Regions from separate parts of the Mus musculus genome. Here all the other regions are linked to region 5. Evidence: chromatin contacts called from public ChIA-PET and HiChIP or PLAC-seq data. All regions are on one chromosome and are shown on one strand. Each heading gives the region's core, a stretch centred on a gene start, on an enhancer-like site or on the middle of the called end of the contact. The rest is flanking DNA. Distances are from core to core; before and after follow the strand shown.

Region 1 (2,700 bases), core at 150-2,649, 470 kb before region 5:
ATCACTGTTCAGTTTTTATGCCTGGCCAGAGGGTGCATCCCCCAAGCCTTTTTATGGGGTGCATAAGAGTGCTATCAAGGTTTGTTAGGAAGAAAGACGGAGAACTCTATGGGCAACAGATAGCATCTCTTACATTTTGTTTGTGTTTTTAAGTTTGTGGTGCTGGGAATGAAACCCAGGGCTGTCTGCATGCTAAGCAGACGTTCCACTGTGGGCTTGAGTCCCAGCCTAGCATTATTCTGTAATGAAAATCTCTGATCTTGTTCTCTGAAGTTGTTGGTGGTGGCATGACTGCAGAGGCTCTGTATGTAATTGTCATGGCTTTCTGAGCACATTGTTGTTTGGTGACATTTTATGTGTTTATTTGCCCTGGTCCTTTTAGGTTTCTGGTACTCAGTATTCTTACTTTCTCTGAGGATTTATTATTTTGACTCTTAAATAGTTAGGCAGTGTACATTTTAATGATTTCTTATTAATTTCATCAGGGATGAATTTCGCTAAACCTAGGCTCTTATCCTGGGTTCTCTGGCAGACAGCCCGAGGCAGAGACTGAGAGCTGTTGATATTTTCCTTGAGAGGCCCAGGTCCAGGTGTATAGGAGTCACGGGCAAAAAGAAGCGAAGCTTGGAAGGCTGTGGAGAAACGAGATGAGGGTGCCGCTCTGAGCAAATTGCTAAGCAAGCGTGGGCCCTGGTCTTGCCAACTGGTCTGCTTGGAAAGGATTGTGGTGAGGAGGAGGAGAGGAGGGAGTGGAGGAAGAGGAGGGAGTGGAGGAGGAGAGGAGGGAGTGGAGGAAGAGGAGGGAGTGGAGGAGGAGAGGAGGGAGTGGAGGAAGAGGAGGGAGTGGAGGAAGAGGAGGAGGGAGTGGAGGAGGAGAGGAGGGAGTGGAGGAAGAGGAGGAGGTAAACTAGAGCTGTCCTTGGGAAAGAGAAGGAGATGAATTCATCTGCCTGATTTTTTTTTCTCCTCTTCCTAGTTGGAGAGTTGCAGGAAGCAGCCTCCTTTTACACTTCTAACCTGTCCATTTTAGGCTCTCTCTCTCAGGCTACTCAGGATGCTGGATCCTACACTTAGTGTGGGAAGCCACACAAATCCAAAGTAAGTGACCAGGCACTGAGGAAGAGGAGAGGAGAGCAGGAAGTAAGGCAGAGGGGAAGGAGGAGGAGCAGATCCAAGAGAGGACTGGGTTTGGCTTTGTCAGATTGTTTTGGTATTTAGTTAACAGGTCAGGGTTAGATTCACAGAGCAAGCTAGCCTAGTGCTTTGAGACTCAGAGCTTTATGGGTGGGAGTGCTTGCCACCCCACCTGATATGCAGGTTTACTTTGGTCTGGCCTGGGAATCTCCTGTTGGAAGGATTGGCAGCATTCCAGCGCTCACACATCAAACTGCTGGGGGATCTGGGTCAGCATCGACTCCTTGAAGTCATTCTGAAATATGACTGAGGTGGAGTACAGCGGCTCTGGCACGCTTAGGGCGTCCTCTCTCTTCAGCTTTATCACGATTGATGGCTTCTCTGGAATGCTAGACACTTGGAAGTCCCTTGAGTATCACCTTTGAATTCCGAGAGTTCTTACAAGGCCAACTTCGTTTCAAAGAGAGCAGTTTTTGCTTTTTATTCAGTGTGCAGTGAAAAAATTGTGCTGATTTGATGGCAGGTGGGGCACAGTCTGACAGGATGGAGGAGAGGGTGTCCTGGTGGCTCTGCTCTCTGCTGCTTCATATATGACTTCTGTCTTCTTTCCTTATATGTGTCTTTGTTTTCCCATTAATGTTCTTTATCCCGACCACTATGACTGCTTAATAGATTCGCAGAGTAATGGCAGCTGTTTCTGCGTGGGAGATTAGAGGATGAGCTTGTCACAGATGAATGTTAATTGGCAACATCGAGCAGGCCTGAGGAGACTTCCAGCTTCTCGGTCAGAATAGGACCTGACACAGAAGACTCGGACGATCCCAGCATGTCCCTAGCTGAATGCTTTGACTGGCCCTGAAGTGTGCACTGGACAGTACAGGTGGGGCTAGGTGGCTCCCGATCTGCTTAGGAGGTGTGGGAGTTCTTCCCTAGGCCCTGGTTTGAGCTACTCAGATTTTTTTTGTACATATTTTAAAAGGATCTGTGTTCTTCATATGACTTTGGTGACTCTGACATAGTCACCTTAAGTTTGTTGGCTTCTAAAGGCATGGCCTGGTTTTCTGAGGTTTTGTTTTGTTTTAATTTTGTGGAATGTCTGAGTGTTGTTTTATTAGAGTAACAATAACGCATGGAGATAAGGGTCCCCCTTTTTCCTTCTGTCTTCCTGGGGGTACCTTCCCCTTCCCTTGCCTCGGGCTCTTTAAGGTTTTACTTGCATGGCAGATTCAAGGGAATACTTTTTTCCTTCTTTTTGAAGCTCTGCTTATGAGCTAGAATCATAAAAATTCACAAATTGTGCCAAATTTTCTTTTGTTGATGACTGTGATTTAGCCTGTTATGTAACTGTAATGTATAATTTACACATCCTGAAGACCAGCCGTCCTTGTACTGAGCAACTATATTTAACCCTCACTTTCTTTGGGGGGAAGAGAACATTACCAATTATCTTTGAAACTGTATTGTGAGACCGTGCACACTGATCCACCCTCTGCTTCCATTTTTAATTTTTGGTACATCAAGTTGTACGTTCCGACTTATTCTGTGCTTTTCATACATCTGCACCCC
Region 2 (2,700 bases), core at 85-2,584, 290 kb after region 5:
ATAATATCCAGTACAAGAATGGAACGTAGGTACCTGAGGGATCTATGGCAGCTTTTTGAACCACATCCCCACTCTTTCAGACAACATCTATCTACTTTTAGTTTTTTTGCCATACCACAATTTTTTAAAAATTAATTATTATTATTATTATTATTATTATTAAGGTTTCACTGTTGTCCAGGCTGATTTCAAAACTGTGGACTCTAAATGATGCACCACCTCACTATCCTAAATAATTGAGACTACTCATATGTCCACCATGCTCAGCTAACTTTTTTCTTTTAATAAAAAAAACAAAAACAAAAAAACCATAGCACTTCACAGATGCTAAAGGTACTGACTTGTAGCTAGAGAAAGTACCCAAGATGCTGAAGGGGTCTGCAACACTATAGGTGGAACAACAATATGTACTAACCAGTACCCCCCGGAGCTTGTGTCTCTAGCTGCATATGTAGCAGAAGATGGCCTAGTCGGCCATCATTGGGAAGAGAGGCCCCTTGGTCTTGCAAACTTTATATGCCCCAGTACAGGGGAATGCCAGGGCCAAGAAGTAGGAGTGGGTGGGTAGGGGAGCAGGGCGGGGGGAGGGTATAGGGAACTTGCAGGATAGCATTTGAAATGTAAATTTTAAAAATATCTAATTAAAAAAATGAAAAAGAAAAGGTACTGACTTGTAAAACTTTGGTGGCAGCTCTATGTCTATGTCCTGTGGTAGGGTTATAGTCAAAACATCTCCAAGTCCAAGGTCTAAACACTCTAAAATCCTAAGCATGAACAAGCCTCTAAAAGAAAGCCAGAAGCCCAGGTAAGACCTAGGAATCTCAGGCTAATATGGTGTGCTGCGAGCCTTCTTCATGCCTTCCGTGATGTCTGCAGGCTGTTCTCATTTCACCAGAAAACAAGCTAATGCGAAAGAACACAGGACAGAAAGGATTAACGGTGCAAGACCATATTAGATCCCAAAGGGCAGAGCAGTTCAAGTTGGGACTGAAGGGCCAGGGCTTGCAGGCTGAGCCTTGCAGGAGCAAGAACATTTGAACGAGGATAGCCTAAAAAACGGTGCAGGGATGCCCTGAGGGATGCAAGAAGGAAGATGTTTGAAAAGAAAGAAGGAAGTTAAGATAAAAGCTCTCAAGTACGTAAAGAGGTCTCCACTCACGGGTAGACCTGAAACTGCTTCCCTGCACATCTTATACCCGGAGGCCGCCCCTCACAAACATGGCCGCTGCAGGATGGACGCGCCCCTTAACAAGATGGCGACGCAGAAGTCCCGCCTCCTTCCTCTGCACCGACCAATGAAAAAGAAGCACGAGGTCCTGCGCGTGCGTAGTGCGACTTAATGGGCTGGTCCAGCGCGGAAAAGACAGCAAGCAATATGACTAAAAAGAAGCGGGAGAATCTTGGTGTCGCTCAGGAGGTGAGGGGGAGAAGTCGGGTTCGAGTCACGTGGTTAGTCACTGTGTTCCGACGCAGGGGCGTCGATCGGCCCGGCGGCTGCGACGTCGAGGGTCAGATGGAGGAAGCGAGGGCGACGTGGCTTTGGGAGAGGCTGTGAAGGGAGGTGAAGGGTCACGATGAGGAAGGCAGGGATGGAGCTGAGAACCATCAGCTCCATCCCTGGTCAGGGGAGTCCCAAAGAAGACAGGCCATAGTGGGTATTCTAAAAGGAGAGACTCGGAGACTAAGGGAGACTTTAGCAGAAAGAGACAGGTGGGAACCAAAGGTGTTCGGGACTTGTAGGTGAGGGACCACCATGGAGCTAATAAGACTCCAGGGTGAGTGCGAGGCTATTATTCAGTATACTGCTAGTGGCTTAAACGTCTCCAGAGAGGGGAAGTTTTTCCTGTGGGGTATCAGCCTTGTAGCTTGAGGATCTTTGGAAATCTGCAGAGATTCCTAGAATTGGTGTTTGGGAAGGCCTTTAAAATAGTTTGTCATGCATGGAAAAAAAGCCGTCTGATGCATGTTTCGTTTGCATGTTCAATGAATTGTTGCATGTCTGTTATGCTCGTATAGACGAGGGAACTGAGGGTCTACGTGGAACTCAGGACATAGGTGGCACATGGTTATAGTCCCAGGGCTCAGAGATCTAAGCCAGCCTGGGATACAGAGCAACACTGCAAGGAAACGAAAAGGCGGAAGCCAGCTTAAAGTGGTGAAGGTGATAGAGCAGGGAATAATGCTCAGGTGGGCTTCCTGGAAGTGGGGACTCGTTTCCTCTCCCTTACAACGAAGGCATGTTCAGCCTGGGCCCTTGGGCCACTGGTGTTCCAGTACATCTAGGAATGTGATACAGCATGCTTGTAGATGACAGCATCAGGCTTCAATGTCAAAATATTGGACGCCCTCGAGGCATCCTCCCAGAGGTTACTTATCTCCTCAGTGATCCCTTTTTTGTTTGTTTGTTTGTTTGTTTTTTTCAGACAGGATTTCTCTGTGTAGTCCTGGCTGTCCTGGAACTCACTCTGTAGACCAGGCTGGCCTCGAACTCAGAAATTCGCCTGCCTCTGCCTCCCAAGTGCTGGGATTAAAGGCGTGTGCCACCATGCCTGGCTGCATTTTTGTTCTCTTTAGTGGTGGTTTGCTACTTTGAGGGATCCGTAAGCACCGCGCTGACGTGCTGTCTAGTGCTCCAGGACTGTGATGGGGCTTAGAGCGACAATCGGTTTGTTACATAAACCATTTTTCAGGTGTGGAACA
Region 3 (2,700 bases), core at 16-2,515, 370 kb before region 5:
AGCTTTGAGTGTTTCTCTCTCTCTCTCTCTCTCTCTCTCTCTCTCTCTCTCTCTCTCTCATACACACACACAAAAATACAAACAGCAACAAAAATAATATACAGCACAATAAACCCTGAAACCAAAATATACAAACAAAAGACTAATAACGCCCCCCCCCCCCAAAAAGCCCAAATAAAGCAATTGGAGACAAAAAGTCTACAAAATACCATTGAGATCATTTTGTGTTGGCCAGTTGGAGTGTGGTTAAAATACTCAGTGAGACTCCACCAGCGAAAACCAATTTTCCCTTTGCCTACAGATGTCAGTTGCAGATAGTTTCTTAGTTAGGGTTGGGAGGCCATGTCCAGTTCACATTCTCATTGCTGGGATCCTATCTGGCATGAACCTGTGCATGCTCTGTGCCTGCTGCCACAGTCTGTAGTTCATATGTACATCAGTCCTGCTGTTTCTTGTAGACACTGTTTTCTTGGTGTCATCTATCACTTCTGGCTCAGAGTCTCTTCTTCGTCCTCTTGTGTATAGATCCCTCAGCCTTGGTTGAGGGGGAGGATTTGATGAAGACATCCCATTTAGGACTGAACGTTGTGAAGTCTCCATCACTTACTGCTCATTGTCCAGCTGTAGGTTTCTATGTTAGTTCCCATCTACTGCAAGAAGCAGCCTCTCTAATGAGGGCTGAGTGAGGCATTGATAGATTGCTGCTTGCTTCCTCAGCCTGGCTTCACTGAAGTTCTGTGCCCTAACCACACTTTTGCCTTGCCAGGGTTTTATATGCTGTGGAAATAGCTTGCTTCTAGGAAGGGTTGCTTTAAGAGCTCCTTTTAGGATTTGCCGTGCTGGGTTTTACTTGAAACCTTGCCAGAAGTGCTGGTTTAGATGATGTGTCCTCTTTTCTTTTCATATGATCTTCGGAGTGATCTGCCTGGGAAGAATGTGATGTGTCCCACAAATAGACTGTCTCAGGTATCCAAATCTTGAGTTGAGTGGCCTGTTAAACAGGCCTGTGTCAAAAGTGATGAATAGTTTTTGTGGATTTTGAGTGAGTTGCCAATCGATCGACTCCTGTTTAATGAGAGAGGCTCTGTAAGGAGCAGAAGCCCAGCTGCCTGTGTGGGAGCCACCTGCCTTTTCTCTTTACTTCATTTTCTTGCTAATGAAGGAACCAATTGGTTTAGAGCGATCAATGCTGACCTATTAGGATCAGACATTGTTTTGGTGTTGCCAAGGCAATTAAATTCAGCAGGGCAAGGATTAGTGAGAGAAAGGCTGTTGGGGGTGTGGGGGAGAAACAAGGGACTTTTTATTCTGAAACAACCTTTCTTGGTGTTAGAGGTATTAAAAGGATTAGTTAAAAGAGGACTAATCATTACAGCATTTTCCTTCTTGGTAAAATAATCAGAAGATTTGTTGACTCGGGTTTTTACCCGTGGGGAGATAGGAAGTACTGCCCAGATGAGCCAACTCAAGAAACATACTTTTGTTACTTCCCTCTCCCCTGTTTAAGGCTGTGACTTCTCTAAGGGGCCTTCTTTCAGATTCTGTGCATCTAGTGTTAGGTACTTTGACCCTGTGACCCACATATGCCTGATTGTCTGAAGCAGCAGTGATTTAATGTAGCATGGCCTGAGTCAGCCCATCAGCAGATGCTGGGATCCAGAAGCTGTTAACTATGCGGTACTGAAGACTTGATAGCAGAATTCATAAGCTAATCAGCTCTGCACACATTCTTCCTCTAATCTCTAGCACCCCCACCCCACCCCACTGATGCCTTCCACTGAGGTCTGCAGTTGACATTTATATAAATAAGCTGTCAGTCACCAAATCCATCCAGGGACTAGAGTTTATGTCTTCAAAAAGGATTAGGAGTTTAAGAATTGGCTTTTTAGGGTTAGGGAAAGAATAGAAACAAACGCAAAACAGAGACAATAAAGTAACTTAAGCCGGGTGTGGTGGCTCACTCCTTTAATCCCAGCACTTGGGAGGCAGAGGCAGGTGGATTTCTGAGTTTGAGGTCAGCCTGGTCTACAAAATGAGTTCCAGGACACCCAAGGTTACACAGAGAAACCCTGTCTCGAAGAACCAGAGAGAGAGAGAGAGATAGAGAGAGAGAGAGAAAGGAGAGAGAGAGAGACTACTTAAAACAGAGTGTCTTGGATTTCATAGAATTTAGAAGTAATTTTGTTACATAAAGATATTGGTAATCATTGCTATTCCGTAACCAGTGTAGAGTGGATATAATCTTGACAAAGGTTGACTTATATTTTGCAGTCCTGCAGTTCTTTCTGCTGTCCACAGGGACATAAGTACTCTCCACATGGCTTGTTCCATATAGGATGCCCCCACAGACTATGTCCATAAAGTTGCCTTTCCCTGATTGCCAACGAAGTGACATAGAAATCACGGCTGGTCTTGTCATAAGAGCAGAGAAGTGAGTCCATTTAAGCAGTGGCAACAGTTTAAACGATCCTGGGTGTGTCTCAGAATGGACGGACATCTTTGATTTGGAGGTCATATCTAGATATCTGTGTCTGATTGAATTTTGTTCCTACATCGGTTTCCTGTTCTTTATTTCTTGATTTGTATGTCACCCATGGCTGTTCTGTTTTTTTCCTCTCCATGAAATTTAAGTATCGATAACAGGGGCTATGGACTTTGTTCTTTCTGTATTAGTGGTCTTAACAGCTGTGTACCTAAAAT
Region 4 (2,700 bases), core at 191-2,690, 460 kb after region 5:
AGCTTTGCCTCCCCTGCTATTATATTAGCACACATTGCTAAAACCTGGTCCCTCAACTTTCTCCACGTGTGTAATGACAGCTCAGAAAAGTTACACAGCCAATGCTGACTCTCAGTTTCTCTTTCGCTTGAAGAAGGGGGCGAGGGCTGTGTGTAACTCAGTGGCAGAGTGTCTTCAACAGTGTGAAGAGAGAACGGAAGAGGGGGAGAAAGAGGAGAGGGAGGGGGAGGGGAAGAGAAGGAGGAGAGAGAATGGGAAAGAGGGGAGAGAGAGAGGGAAAGGAGGAAGGGAAGAGTGCGAGGTCACAGGTCAAAGGACTACACCTGAACAAAAAAAGACTTAACAGGAAAATCACTAAGGATAGAACTCATGAGGGCGGTGACCAGACACAAACTCTTAACACCAAGCAGCCTGTGGCTGGCAGAAATCTTAAATTCAGTAGTGAAACACATAGGGCTTTCATTTTTCAGGACATCACCCAAAACAAACGGAACCAGTAAACCAAAAGGCAGCCTGACTGAGAGACAATTGCTCAGTGTCAACATACACTAACAAGAGAAAGAAACACTAAGGGAATAAGTTGCTTGAAAGGTCTGCTCTCCAACAAAACAAGAATAAAAGAACTTAATGCATCCACACTGAAAAATCATCACTTCTCCGGGATGCCAGAAGGAATAACTTATTCTCCACCCTGCGGCCACCCTGTAATAATTTCTCAAAAGAAAGGACCAACTCAAGACAGAGTAAGGTCAGGCTTGAGAATTCCCCCTCCCCTGTCTTGCTCATACCCCTGCAGGCCTGGCCCAGGCTCTCCTATCAGAACCCCTTTGGGAGTCCAAGGGAAGACAGGAATGTGATGATGGGCTGGGAACCAAGGCCATGGGGCCACCAACCCTCATGCAAGCAGCCACCCATGCTGTTGGAGACCCCTAAGGAGTTCTGTAGAAAGTCGGAAGCGGTCTGCAGGTGGCCCTCCACGGCTACGCTGACAATGGCAACTCGCCCAACTCCACTGCCCCTCACACTGGTCCCCTGACACCTCCCAGCTGAGGTTCCCCGCCCCCAGACCCCAGTCTGCACCCCACACCCAAGCTGGCCAGGCTCCTCTGATTGACAGCTGCTCCAGCCTGGGCTACTCCGACACCAGCCCTCCGGCCTCGGGGGTACCCCAAGACGGAGGGATTCAGGGACCAGGATCTGGAAGGCTTTGGGTCCAATCCCCACTCCCCTCAGCGTCCTGGGCTCACCTCCCCGGTAGCTTGGCGCTCCTCTTCCAGAACTGCTTGCTGTTCTCGGCGGCCATCTCTCCGGCCCGGGGGAAGGCCTGGTCGGTGGGTCACGGGGGGGCCCCGCGACAGGCCCCCGGGACCCCGCAATCTGAGGGCCAGCCCAGGCCGCTTCCCCGCCGCCGGTCACCCGCTCCCAGCTCCTGGGGGCGCCATCTTGGATGTGGGCACTCCCCCCGCCCAACACCGTTGCCATTGGTGGGCTGAGCAGGCCGGTGGGCGGATGGACCAATGAGGATCCCGGATCCTGCGGGCCGCTGAAGGCCCGCGGCAACGTCAGGGGCTGGGCACACAGGTGGGCCGGGGAGGCGGGGCTTAGATGGGCAGGAAGGCGGGGCTGAAAGTTCCTACTCCCCGGAGGCAGAGAACCAGGTACTGCGAGGAAGAAGTAGATGGGACTGTTGCCTTTGATGGGCTGAGGTTCTGGGGTTGTCTTGGTGGAGAGGGGTAAGGAGAAACCATAACATTTGTATACATTAGTCTTTAAAGGAAGGCCTCATGTAATAATGAACATTTTTTAATGTCCCTCACCTCAATGGCACCCAGGGTGGTTACCCCCCCACCCCCCCACCCCCGCCTTGTTCCCTTATGGTCCTAGTTTCGCAGAGGACAGTTCCGGCCATACCCCAGTGCGGGTAACTGTTGTATGAGTAGCAGTTGATTTATCAGACTCCCCCTTTCTTCCGCTAACTGAACTTCGTGATGTAATCCCTTCTTCGGGTCTGACTCTTTCTGGTTATGAGGATCCAGATACTGAGAAGTCATGCTTAGGAAATACTAATTTATCCTCCAAGTAGCATTTTCTCTAGGGACGTTGTTCATCCCCATGGCAACAATCAGGAAGATGAAGGATGTACCCCCAATATCCTCAACTCCTTTATTAACTGGCTATAAATCTTCCATCTATAGATTCATTTTTCAATCTAATTTTGACTCAAAATGAGATCTAATTTTAGCATGTTGTCTCCTTTGGGTGTCATGTTAATGACTACCTCTCTTTTTTGAGTGTGTTCTGGGACATTTGGGGGAAGATGGAGGGTACTTCCTTTTTCTACTCCGAAGAAATGTTTGTTCAGACAAGGAACTGTGGATATGTGCGAGCTACTGCTCAATCCATCTCTGTACTAACACCCTAGGGTTTCTAAATATTGAAAAATACATTACATTTATTCAGTGTGTGTGTGTGTGTGAGAGAGAGAGAGAGAGGAGAGAGAGAGAGAGAGAGAGAGAGAGAGAGAGAGAGAGAGAGGTCAAAGGAGAACTTCAGTTTTCTCTTCTCACCGAACTCAGGTCGTCAAGACTGGCTGTAAGCCCCTATACCCATTGAGCCATCTTGCTGGCCCAACATACTGGCAAATTCTCAAGGCTCCTTCTTTTCCCACCTAAAGAAACACCTTCTATATGTCCCTCAGTG
Region 5 (2,700 bases), core at 55-2,554:
AGGAGTGGGGGGGTCCCATCTATCTATCTAATCTATTTGTAACTTCCCCCAACTCACCCTAATGAGGCATGGAATTCTATACTCTGTGTAGTGAACATTTAAAAAGAAAATTTTTAATAGGGAAAGAGAATTTGAGAGCCAAGGAAGGAAGGCAACTCTCACATTCCACAAGCTAGGCTGGCTGGAGGTTCTGTTGAGAAGTTTCTGTTTTCGGTTCGGTTTAGTTGGGTAGGGGTGTTTATCTGTTTGGGGGATTCCTTGTTGTTGTTTGTTGTTGCTGGTGGTTATGATGATGGTGGTGATGATGGTGATAGTGGTGGTGGTGGTGGTAGTGGTGGTGGTGGTGGTGGAGGAGGGGTTTTTTTGGACAGAGTAATTTTACAGACTCCCTGAAACATGTTTTAGATTAAAAAGTAAGACCCTCAACAATGCCTTTTAACTTTACACCCCAAGCCCAAATTCTGGACCCTGGATCTGTTCAAACGTATGACGTGTGAACAGCTTCCTAAAAGCAAATGGGGACTGAGATATAATTTAGGAAGTGATGATGCAAATCTCCCGGGGAGCAGCAGGGAGGAGGGGAGGTGAAAAAGTCAGAGGAAATACCCTCCTGATGGCTGGGCACCAACTCATACCAAGATGAGGGGGAGGCGGACTGGCCTCCACAGGCCAAGGGAAAAGGAAAAGGGGCAACCCTGCCCCGTCAGAAGTGCCAGCGCCGCCACCTCGTCCCTCCGGCTCACCCGTGGCCCCTCACCCCAAGCCGGCCTCGGGCCAGCGAGTCCCACAGAGGGTAGCGCGGCCCGAGCGGTCCTGGTCCTCCTGCTCCTCTTATTCCTATTCCTCCTCTTCTTCCTCCTCCCCCCCCCCCCACCAGCGTCCCCTTCCCGCAGCCCTCCTCAGGCCGAGGCCGCGGTCCCCGCCCGCTCCCCCGAGGCCCGGCTTCCGCGGCCCAGCTTCCCGGGGCTCTGGCCTCCCTCGGGTCCCCACCGCCACCCCGAGGCCCGAGCCCGCGCCCCTGCCCCCACACTTACCCCCAGAAGCCGCAGGGACAGCGAGGCGGCAGGCTGGGCGCTTTGCTGCGCTCGCTCCCGGCGTCTCCCATGGTGCTCGGCGGCGGCGGCGGCGGAGCTCGGAGGCGACGGCGGCTGGGCCTGAGCCCCCCTCGGAGGAAGCGGAGGCGGCGGCGGCAGCGGCGGGGGGCGCGGGGCGGGGGGAGGGGGAGGGAGCGGGCGCGCAGGCGGGCGCGAGTCCGGAGCTCCGAGCCGGGATTCCAGGCGGGTCAGCTGGAGGCGGGCCGCACCACTCGGCCTGCGGAGGGGGGGGGCGCGGCGAGGAGAGGGAGGGGAGCTGCGGAGGAGGGGCTGGGCCGTGCGAGCCGGGGAGATCTGGCGGCCTTGGCGGCTCTCTCCGCCGCCCCCCAGCCACGGCGCTGTCCCGTGCGGCGGCGCTGGCGGGTCCGGGGCTGGGTGGGGAGGAACCCGTAGCCCCCGCCGGCAGTGGAGTCGCAGCGGCCGGCTGTGACGCCCCGGGCCCCCGCTCGCTCCGTAATCCCCTCCCCCGCCCCGTAGACTGCGCTGACCGGACAATGGCCGCTCCGCCCCCTCCCCGAGGCGGACACCCCTCCCGAGGCGGCGCGATGGTCTCGCCCGGGGGAGCCACCGCCGCCGCCGGAGCCCGACGGATCAGCTGGGATCCGGGCGTGCCACTTTGTTCAGAGCCTCGGAGGCTGGGCGGTGCGTGCTCCTCCCGAGTTCCTCGTGCGAGCCGCCTCTCAGCCCTCCATCTTCCCAGGACTTTTACGAGAGCTAGCCTGCGCTCCTGGCTGAGGAAGGAGAGCGGGTTTCAGAGTCCTGTGGGGGAGCTTTGCCTCCACCCCCCAGCTGAGACAAATGGTACGCCCCAAGCGGGCCGGGGGCCCAATTAGTTGTTTGGGGTGACTTGGGTCGGTCCCAGAGCGGCGGCGCATGCGCCTGGAGACCTGGTAGTCTGTCCAGAGCTGGGTGGAGCGTTTCCAAACCCGGAAGTTGCCTAGGTGTCCTGCGTTCACCGCTGGCCGTCTGGGTCTTCAAGGCCACTGTTCTCGCGCCCCTGATGAGTGCCGCGAAGCGTTCCTCCCCAAACTGCCAGCCGCCGGAGAATCTCGCTTCCCATTTCCCCTACTCCCAACCCACTCAGACAGTTCCCCCGGAAAAGTGGCCTCCGTCCTGCCATAAATGAATTTCAGGAACATCTCTAGATAGCAAGTCGTGGGGCAGAAGGAACTTGCCCAAGTGTTTCACCCCTCTGATGTCCTCAGTTGGAGTACCCCAGGTCCACTCCCACTATCTTGATTTGGAAAACCTCCCTGGGGTAAATATGGTTGGTTTGGGGGAGAAGATTTAACTTGATCCCTACTGGACATTAATAAGTGGCCAAACTTGAGCCGTTGAAAGAATTCTTTAATATTCCTTACCACAGTCCTAAATTCTTTCTGTTCTCCAGTCAGCGGTGACCAGAATAGTCCACTAGCGATCACTAATTTGAACACAAAAGAAACGTCCACCAGAACTCTTGGAGAAGTGACCTGACCTTAAGGGGTTTGGAGCCAACTTAAAAGTCCAGAACTTACGGGAAGGCTACCATGTACCCTCTCAACTCCAAGGGAACCCAGCCCCAGAGAATATTACTTAGACTAACTTTATTACCAAATAGTACTTT
Region 6 (2,700 bases), core at 183-2,682, 410 kb before region 5:
GTTTTTTGTTCCTTTTCAAATTCTAATACTAAACTCTATTAGTAGTCTGTATAAAATGATGAGACACGAAGCCCTGCTGGTGTAAAACTATCACTAATCTGTTACTTTGCATAAATTTTCACTCAGACAATTGTCTGTGGTCTTCTCATGAAGGACCTGCTACATGCTTTCCAACTAAACAGATGAGACCTCTTAACCATCTCCTTCAGACTGAATGGGGCTCTGGAAGAGAGAGAGGCTGCATGCATGCAGGAGCCACTGGGGCATTTACCTCGGGCGCGGGCTTGCCTTCTTGAGTGAGCTGACATCCTTTTCATCGATATTATTGTCACCTTCACGAGTAACACAGGCACGTTTTTTTATCCTTGTTTTGAAAACAGGTGAATTCAAAAGTAGTTCCCTCTCTTTATCTGGGTCACACTGTGGTTTTATTGCAGCAGTTGTGACAGATTTATCATTTCTTCCCCATCAACTTTGTCTTCTCTATTTTCAGCTCATGGCACCCTTTGCTTTGTGGTCACACAGACATATAATTTAAATCAGCTTGGATCCCTTTCACTTCCTGCAGATGTTTCAACCATTGCCAGGTTACTTCAATTCATCTTTCATAATGTCTGTTATCCTTGTCTCTCCCATCCCCTTTGCCCAAACCCGGTGCGGACCATTATGGCTGCATGCCTAAATTATTACATCTTTAATTGCCTTCCCAACCTCCAGTTAATTCCCTTTCAATACACCCAGAACACTAGTGGTGAATTTATTATGCTAAGCCATGGCGTAGGTATACTTTTCAGTTTGAAAGTTTGGAGCTGTGAGTGTTGTTCAGGGGCATCATAGTGTAGGGAGTGGTATGCTGGCATCAGAACCAAATAAACATGGGCTGTTCACTACATGAATCTCTTTATAATGCTCTGACCTTAGAAAATGAGCTACGTGGCCTTTTGGGCTTGGGGTCCTTGTTTGACCATAGGGGGGAACCCATAATCACAAGGCAGCCTGTGGAGTACATAGGTTGGTGGGCTGGGTTAATGGCCACTGTTAGAAGTGTTGTGGGGAGAGTGGGCAGAGGGTGACACGGTGCTGCCTCCAGCTCCACATTCTGGGCAGGAGCCTTTCCAGAGCCATGAGTGCTTCTAAAGGAGGGAAGATTGCAAGTCTTTGTGTTTCTAACTATGTTTACAATTTAAAGCACAGCAAGGTCTTTTCAAATATACAGTATTTAAAGACATATAAACTGAGACTTCTTTCAAGTATAATGACCAGAGACCACTGGCTTTTATTATTAGGGACACGGTGCTGACCTTCCAGATTATAGCTTCACACAGAGCAGTCAGTGTCTGCTGGAAATGGAAAAGAAAGGGTCAAGTGGGGATCAAGAGTGCTTGGTGACACATGCCACACACGGGTAGAGGAAATTGTGGTTGACGATGCTGAGGCTGAAGCTTTGACTGTGTTTTATCCAGTGAGCTTGGGTGAGTGGATTGATGAGATAGGATAGTGGTTATATGGGGTGACCCAGGGAAAGGGGGGGCCTTACCTCAGGCTAGAGGTGAGCAAAATGGAAGAGAGGACGGAGCTCCACAGGTCACTCAGCCTAGTCTCCTTCTCTGTCAAGTACATGAGAACTACCTCAAGAGCCCGGTAACTAAGTAGACCCTAGTCAGGGTATTGCTGTCCTTGGTTATTTTACACCATTCTGTGTATGTGTGCATGTATGTGTGCGTGTGTGTGGGGGGTATGTATGTATGTATGTTTGCTCATTTGATTTTCAAGACAGGATTTCTCTGTGTAGCCCTGGCTATCATGGAACTTAAAGACTGAGCTAGCCTGACAGGCACGGATATGCCTGCCTATGCCTTCCAAGAGCTGGGCTGCACCAGCATGCCCAGTCTGAACATTTATTTTTGTAATGAAAACTCAGGTAATTCTGCTTCAGTTTGTTTTGGGCCTCATTCTAAACATTTAGTCAGTGTTGAGTCTCATAAAGCATCTCTGCTACATTGCTGTCTACCATTTGCAAAAACTGGCACTGCTTTCTGAGATGGCCTGTTCTGTGCTTAATAGATCTGTTGGGTATAAACTCAGAAATTTCAGTCTATTTTATCTTCCCTCCTACTTCCGCACACAATAATAGGTCTTAACTATGTGAGCGCTCTTGAGGTATGAGTAGGCTTCTCTCCTCTATAAACTGAATGTATCTAGGCCCTTAACTTGTTTTGGTTTTGAGTTATTCCCCTATCCTCGACACATGCTTCTGAGTGTAAGCCAGCGTTTCTGTGACCTTTGAAAGCTGTGGCACCAAGAACCAACTCCTATTCCTGCATGGTCTGTGCATGTGAGTAAAGAGTACCCAGATGGGCCGTGTGGTTCTAGCAATTATTTTCTCCTATGGTCCTCATAAATATTGTAATAGAAACTTGGGAACAAAGAATTTATTAGAATGCCCTTTATTAATAGAGTATGTGCCAGCACAAAGAGAAGGGATGTGAGCTGGCTTGTCTGCTTGGTAATCGCCAGTCATTGATTTGGGATGGAATGAATTGGAATGTGTCCTTAATCTCTCACTTTTTTCCTTCTGCCATGGTTTAATTTATCTAGAGGCATACACAGGGTTTGACTTTAAGACTTTGCAATGTGTGTTGGAGCAGCTGATCTCCCTGCTTAGTCGCTTAGTATGGTGTGAGCATGGGCTATGGGGCC
Region 7 (2,700 bases), core at 99-2,598, 430 kb before region 5:
TGATCCCCATTTAGGACTGCTTTCATCCTCACGTTCTTAGCTGTCATCAGCACAGATTCCTCCTTATCCCCTGACAATGTGAGGGTGAGAGGAAATGCAGTCAGCAGATCAGATACTGGTCAGTAGATGGGGAGATGAGACAGTCGGCAGCGGTCAGTGTGTGTCTTATCTGAGGAGCGTGAGCACAAACATAAAGCAAGGCTCGGAGCACTTCAGAGAAGGAGAGCTTTGTTTGCTAAACACGCCTTTTCAGTAAAGCACAGAGCTCCCTCTGAGCAGCTCAAACGTGATCTCACAGACCTGATCTGCTCTTACAGAAAAGCAGGCGTGCTGCTTACATAGAAATTACATTTAGCACAAGGTAGGTAGTAAGCAAAAGTTAGTTGAGTTGGCCATTCTAGGCATCTGACACTTCCCCCACCCCACATACAGTTGAGAATTTCCTATAGCCCAGCCAGGCCTTAAATTTTACTGTGTACCAGGATGACCTTGAACTTTGAGTTCCTGGTCCTCCTGCTACCACTGGGATTTGAGGTGTCACAAGGCCCTCTGTCTGACAATAGGGGTGAAACCCCAGGCTTCATGCATGTTAGACAGTTCTCAGTTAGCCGAACCCTGTCCTCAGCCACGTCTTCTAAATGTAATGGTTCACTTCCTACTGTTCATATATGATATAAGCATGTTAAATGGATGTTTCCACGAAGTGATTCCCAAATTTAAATTTCATTATAGTTTATTAGTAGTATATTATTATAAGCATTTTGTTTAATAAATTTCATTTTCATTTTAAATTTTTAGTTAATTAATTTTAGAAACAAGCTCAAGTAGCGGTGGCTGTATGTCTGGTCTGAAGCTTCCTATGTGCTGTCCTGACCTGGAATTTGTGGAGCTCCTGTTCCAGTCTGTTAGTGTGCCTTCTGGATACACTAAGCTTTCCCACGGGTGCACATGAGCTGAGCTGTGTGCTGCCTAGGCTTTGGTTTACACACCTGGGGTTGCAGGTCCCGTGCTGTGTCCCCTCTTCTGTTCTCCTTTGACCTATTAGAGATAGACTGTGATGTCTGTCTCCCATGCCTCAGCGTTGGAGATAGGAAAGCTATCTGTTGTCTGCAGCCTCAGCCCTCAGCTCTTGTTAATCATCTCAGAGTCTGCACTGGTCAGGTGTCAGCCCCACCTAAGCTTGGGCGCCACCAGGGCCCCTCCTAGGGTCCTTGCTGTCCTTGTTCCCGTGCATTTGTCAATCAGTGAACAAAGCTGTCTATTTAGAAGCTCCACGGGAACATTAGGTGGAGTAATAACATTTTCATGTGATTATTTGCCATATTGGCATTGAGGCAGAGAAATCTGTTAGAGAAACTGTTTGCTCTTTTCCCATGTGTCCACAGTGAGTGTGTGTGTGAGCCGGCTCTGTTGTCTCTATTCCAAAGCTGTCATGTGTTAGAATAACTGCTTTGACACTTATTATCTTTTTAATGCAGAGGAAATTGCCAGAGTTCACAACAGTAAAATAGATCCTTTGCTATTTGTATTATTTTCATTTGAAAGACGCCTTGCCCTCCTTGTCTTGATAAGACTGAAGTTTATGTGGTAAGAGACTATGGTGTGCCGGAGACTGCAGGGATTTGGACGGAACCAGAGCAAGGCAGTATTCAAACGAATCACTAATTGTTGCTTCTTAGAAGCAGTGTTTCTAAGCAAAGCTGTCAGCCCAATCACAGCCTCGCCTCCCAGGGTCCCAGTGCTTTATCAGAACAATCATTTGCCAGTGACTTCAATACGTCTTCCTGGAGTTGTTCAAAGCATCCCTCCACCAACTGTAAGCATGTGGCGTATATCCTGCCTTCACTCAGGCCTGCATCCATTCTTCCAGAGGTGCTGGGAGGAAGGAGGTGGTATCCCGAGCACCCTGAATTATGCTTTTAATTTCCTGTTCCTTAGAGGGATTTGCAATGAGACAATTCTGCCTTTGTGCTGTGCTGGCTTGGGAACAGGTTTAAAGTGTTGACGTTAAAGACTGGAGCTGCCGCTCTGACCATCAGGCCCTGACCTTGATGGTCAACATTATACAGTGGGAAAACTGATAGAAACCTCAAATACATTTCCTCCAGCCTGCCAGATGGGCATCTAGGAAATCAGATGGATGTTTCCAGAATGGCGTGGAAGTTCACATTCTCTGAAGAGTTTGGGAGGGGTCTCTCACAGTCAGTTCTTTGATCCAGTGGTAAAGACTGTTGAGTGTAGAGTTAGACGTGTCCAGGCCTGGCCCAGCCAGTGCCGTAGCCTGTCTAAGGACCCCCAGAGAGCTGCCGGGTTAAGTTCCAGACCTCTTCTCTGCCAGGTCACCCATGCTTTGGAACAGAGAGTGATATGGAACTTGTGGCCATGGGACAGCAGCCACCCACAGAATCCCAGTTGAGCTGCCCTGGGAACTGTATTCCAGAGTGTAGCAGAATGGCTTCCTTCTACAGATAGCACATGCCACAGAGAGTGTCCTGTATTTAGTTGTGTGAGCAGGACAACGGAACAAATACTGAACTGACAGAGAAGATGCACGAGGCAGGGAAAAGGCTGTTCTGTCTGGGAAGTGCTTTGCTAGAGCTGAGGAGAACTGTTGGGTAGGGCGGCTCCAGCCTGCCACCCTGAGGGCTGGGCTAGCAGGTCTGTGGGGAACAGAGCCATGGAAGAAAGCTGAAAGTTTTG

Evidence for each region. ChIA-PET counts read pairs in DNA pulled down with a chosen protein or histone mark. HiChIP or PLAC-seq counts read pairs in DNA pulled down with a chosen protein or histone mark.
Region 1: a contact with region 5 is called in an H3K4me3 HiChIP or PLAC-seq map of stem cell-derived neural progenitor cells, with 23 read pairs. The contact joins the enhancer-like site here to the promoter of Zfand3 in region 5. A contact is called at or near these places in 4 of 39 promoter capture datasets (the C10 cell line, cranial neural crest and embryonic stem cells), 1 of 15 datasets of contacts at CTCF or cohesin (the NIH/3T3 cell line), 1 of 484 Hi-C or Micro-C datasets (nephron progenitors), 19 of 115 datasets of contacts at active chromatin or transcription factors (SST interneurons, bone marrow-derived dendritic cells, bone marrow-derived macrophages and 12 more) and 3 of 9 other capture datasets (adipose tissue, embryonic stem cells and liver).
Region 2: a contact with region 5 is called in an H3K27ac HiChIP or PLAC-seq map of embryonic stem cells, with 9 read pairs. The contact joins the promoter of Ccdc167 here to the promoter of Zfand3 in region 5. A contact is called at or near these places in 4 of 39 promoter capture datasets (HPC-7-derived erythroid cells, embryonic stem cells, hippocampal neurons and 1 more), 1 of 15 datasets of contacts at CTCF or cohesin (the NIH/3T3 cell line), 3 of 484 Hi-C or Micro-C datasets (B cells, cortical neurons and double positive thymocytes) and 7 of 115 datasets of contacts at active chromatin or transcription factors (the HPC-7 cell line, embryonic forebrain, embryonic limb bud and 4 more).
Region 3: an H3K4me3 HiChIP or PLAC-seq map of forebrain shows a contact between it and region 5, with 2.8 times the contacts expected there. The contact joins the enhancer-like site here to the promoter of Zfand3 in region 5. A contact is called at or near these places in 2 of 39 promoter capture datasets (cranial neural crest and second pharyngeal arch cranial neural crest) and 8 of 115 datasets of contacts at active chromatin or transcription factors (bone marrow-derived macrophages, embryonic forebrain, embryonic hindbrain and 4 more).
Region 4: a contact with region 5 is called in an RNA polymerase II ChIA-PET map of memory CD8 T cells, with 8 read pairs. The contact joins the promoter of Tbc1d22b here to the promoter of Zfand3 in region 5. A contact is called at or near these places in 1 of 484 Hi-C or Micro-C datasets (LSK cells), 1 of 115 datasets of contacts at active chromatin or transcription factors (memory CD8 T cells) and 1 of 9 other capture datasets (pancreatic islet).
Region 6: a contact with region 5 is called in an H3K4me3 HiChIP or PLAC-seq map of intestinal villus epithelium, with 7 read pairs. The contact joins the enhancer-like site here to the promoter of Zfand3 in region 5. A contact is called at or near these places in 2 of 39 promoter capture datasets (the 3T3-L1 cell line and cranial neural crest), 11 of 115 datasets of contacts at active chromatin or transcription factors (SST interneurons, bone marrow-derived macrophages, embryonic basal ganglia and 8 more) and 3 of 9 other capture datasets (adipose tissue, liver and pancreatic islet).
Region 7: a contact with region 5 is called in an H3K4me3 HiChIP or PLAC-seq map of forebrain, with 5 times the contacts expected there. The contact joins the enhancer-like site here to the promoter of Zfand3 in region 5. A contact is called at or near these places in 4 of 39 promoter capture datasets (HPC-7-derived erythroid cells, cranial neural crest and embryonic stem cells), 1 of 484 Hi-C or Micro-C datasets (muscle stem cells) and 21 of 115 datasets of contacts at active chromatin or transcription factors (SST interneurons, T-cell acute lymphoblastic leukemia, acute myeloid leukemia and 12 more).

What each region holds. Positions count from the first base shown.
Region 1 is chr17:30,469,685-30,472,384 of GRCm38.p6, reverse strand. All of the region lies in intron 6 of Btbd9 (BTB (POZ) domain containing 9), which reads left to right. Among named protein-coding and RNA genes, the nearest start is that of Btbd9, 110 kb to the left of the region's middle. Within about 2 kb of position 1,399, at least 45 of the 459 cell types and tissues checked have an H3K27ac peak or open chromatin away from gene starts, as enhancers often do. A contact at or near this core is called in SST interneurons, adipose tissue and stem cell-derived neural progenitor cells, where this site is marked.
Region 2 is chr17:29,715,651-29,718,350 of GRCm38.p6, reverse strand. It overlaps Ccdc167 (coiled-coil domain containing 167), which reads left to right and starts at 1,334. Exons shown (of 4, transcript NM_026782.2): 1 at 1,334-1,417. The coding sequence starts at 1,376.
Region 3 is chr17:30,376,911-30,379,610 of GRCm38.p6, reverse strand. All of the region lies in intron 6 of Btbd9 (BTB (POZ) domain containing 9), which reads left to right. Among named protein-coding and RNA genes, the nearest start is that of Btbd9, 200 kb to the left of the region's middle. Within about 2 kb of position 1,265, at least 29 of the 459 cell types and tissues checked have an H3K27ac peak or open chromatin away from gene starts, as enhancers often do. A contact at or near this core is called in forebrain, where this site is marked.
Region 4 is chr17:29,548,542-29,551,241 of GRCm38.p6, reverse strand. Tbc1d22b (TBC1 domain family, member 22B) reads right to left here and starts at 1,440. Exons shown (of 13, transcript NM_198647.1): 1 at 1,248-1,440. The coding sequence starts at 1,303. Tmem217 (transmembrane protein 217) reads left to right here and starts at 1,649. Exons shown (of 3, transcript NM_001162901.1): 1 at 1,649-1,733.
Region 5 is chr17:30,003,643-30,006,342 of GRCm38.p6, reverse strand. It overlaps Zfand3 (zinc finger, AN1-type domain 3), which reads right to left and starts at 1,304. Exons shown (of 6, transcript NM_001356265.1): 1 at 1,035-1,304. The coding sequence starts at 1,105.
Region 6 is chr17:30,417,448-30,420,147 of GRCm38.p6, reverse strand. All of the region lies in intron 6 of Btbd9 (BTB (POZ) domain containing 9), which reads left to right. Among named protein-coding and RNA genes, the nearest start is that of Btbd9, 160 kb to the left of the region's middle. Within about 2 kb of position 1,432, at least 17 of the 459 cell types and tissues checked have an H3K27ac peak or open chromatin away from gene starts, as enhancers often do. A contact at or near this core is called in intestinal villus epithelium and memory CD8 T cells, where this site is marked.
Region 7 is chr17:30,434,784-30,437,483 of GRCm38.p6, reverse strand. The region is part of intron 6 of Btbd9 (BTB (POZ) domain containing 9); the gene reads left to right. Among named protein-coding and RNA genes, the nearest start is that of Btbd9, 140 kb to the left of the region's middle. Within about 2 kb of position 1,348, at least 12 of the 459 cell types and tissues checked have an H3K27ac peak or open chromatin away from gene starts, as enhancers often do. A contact at or near this core is called in forebrain, where this site is marked.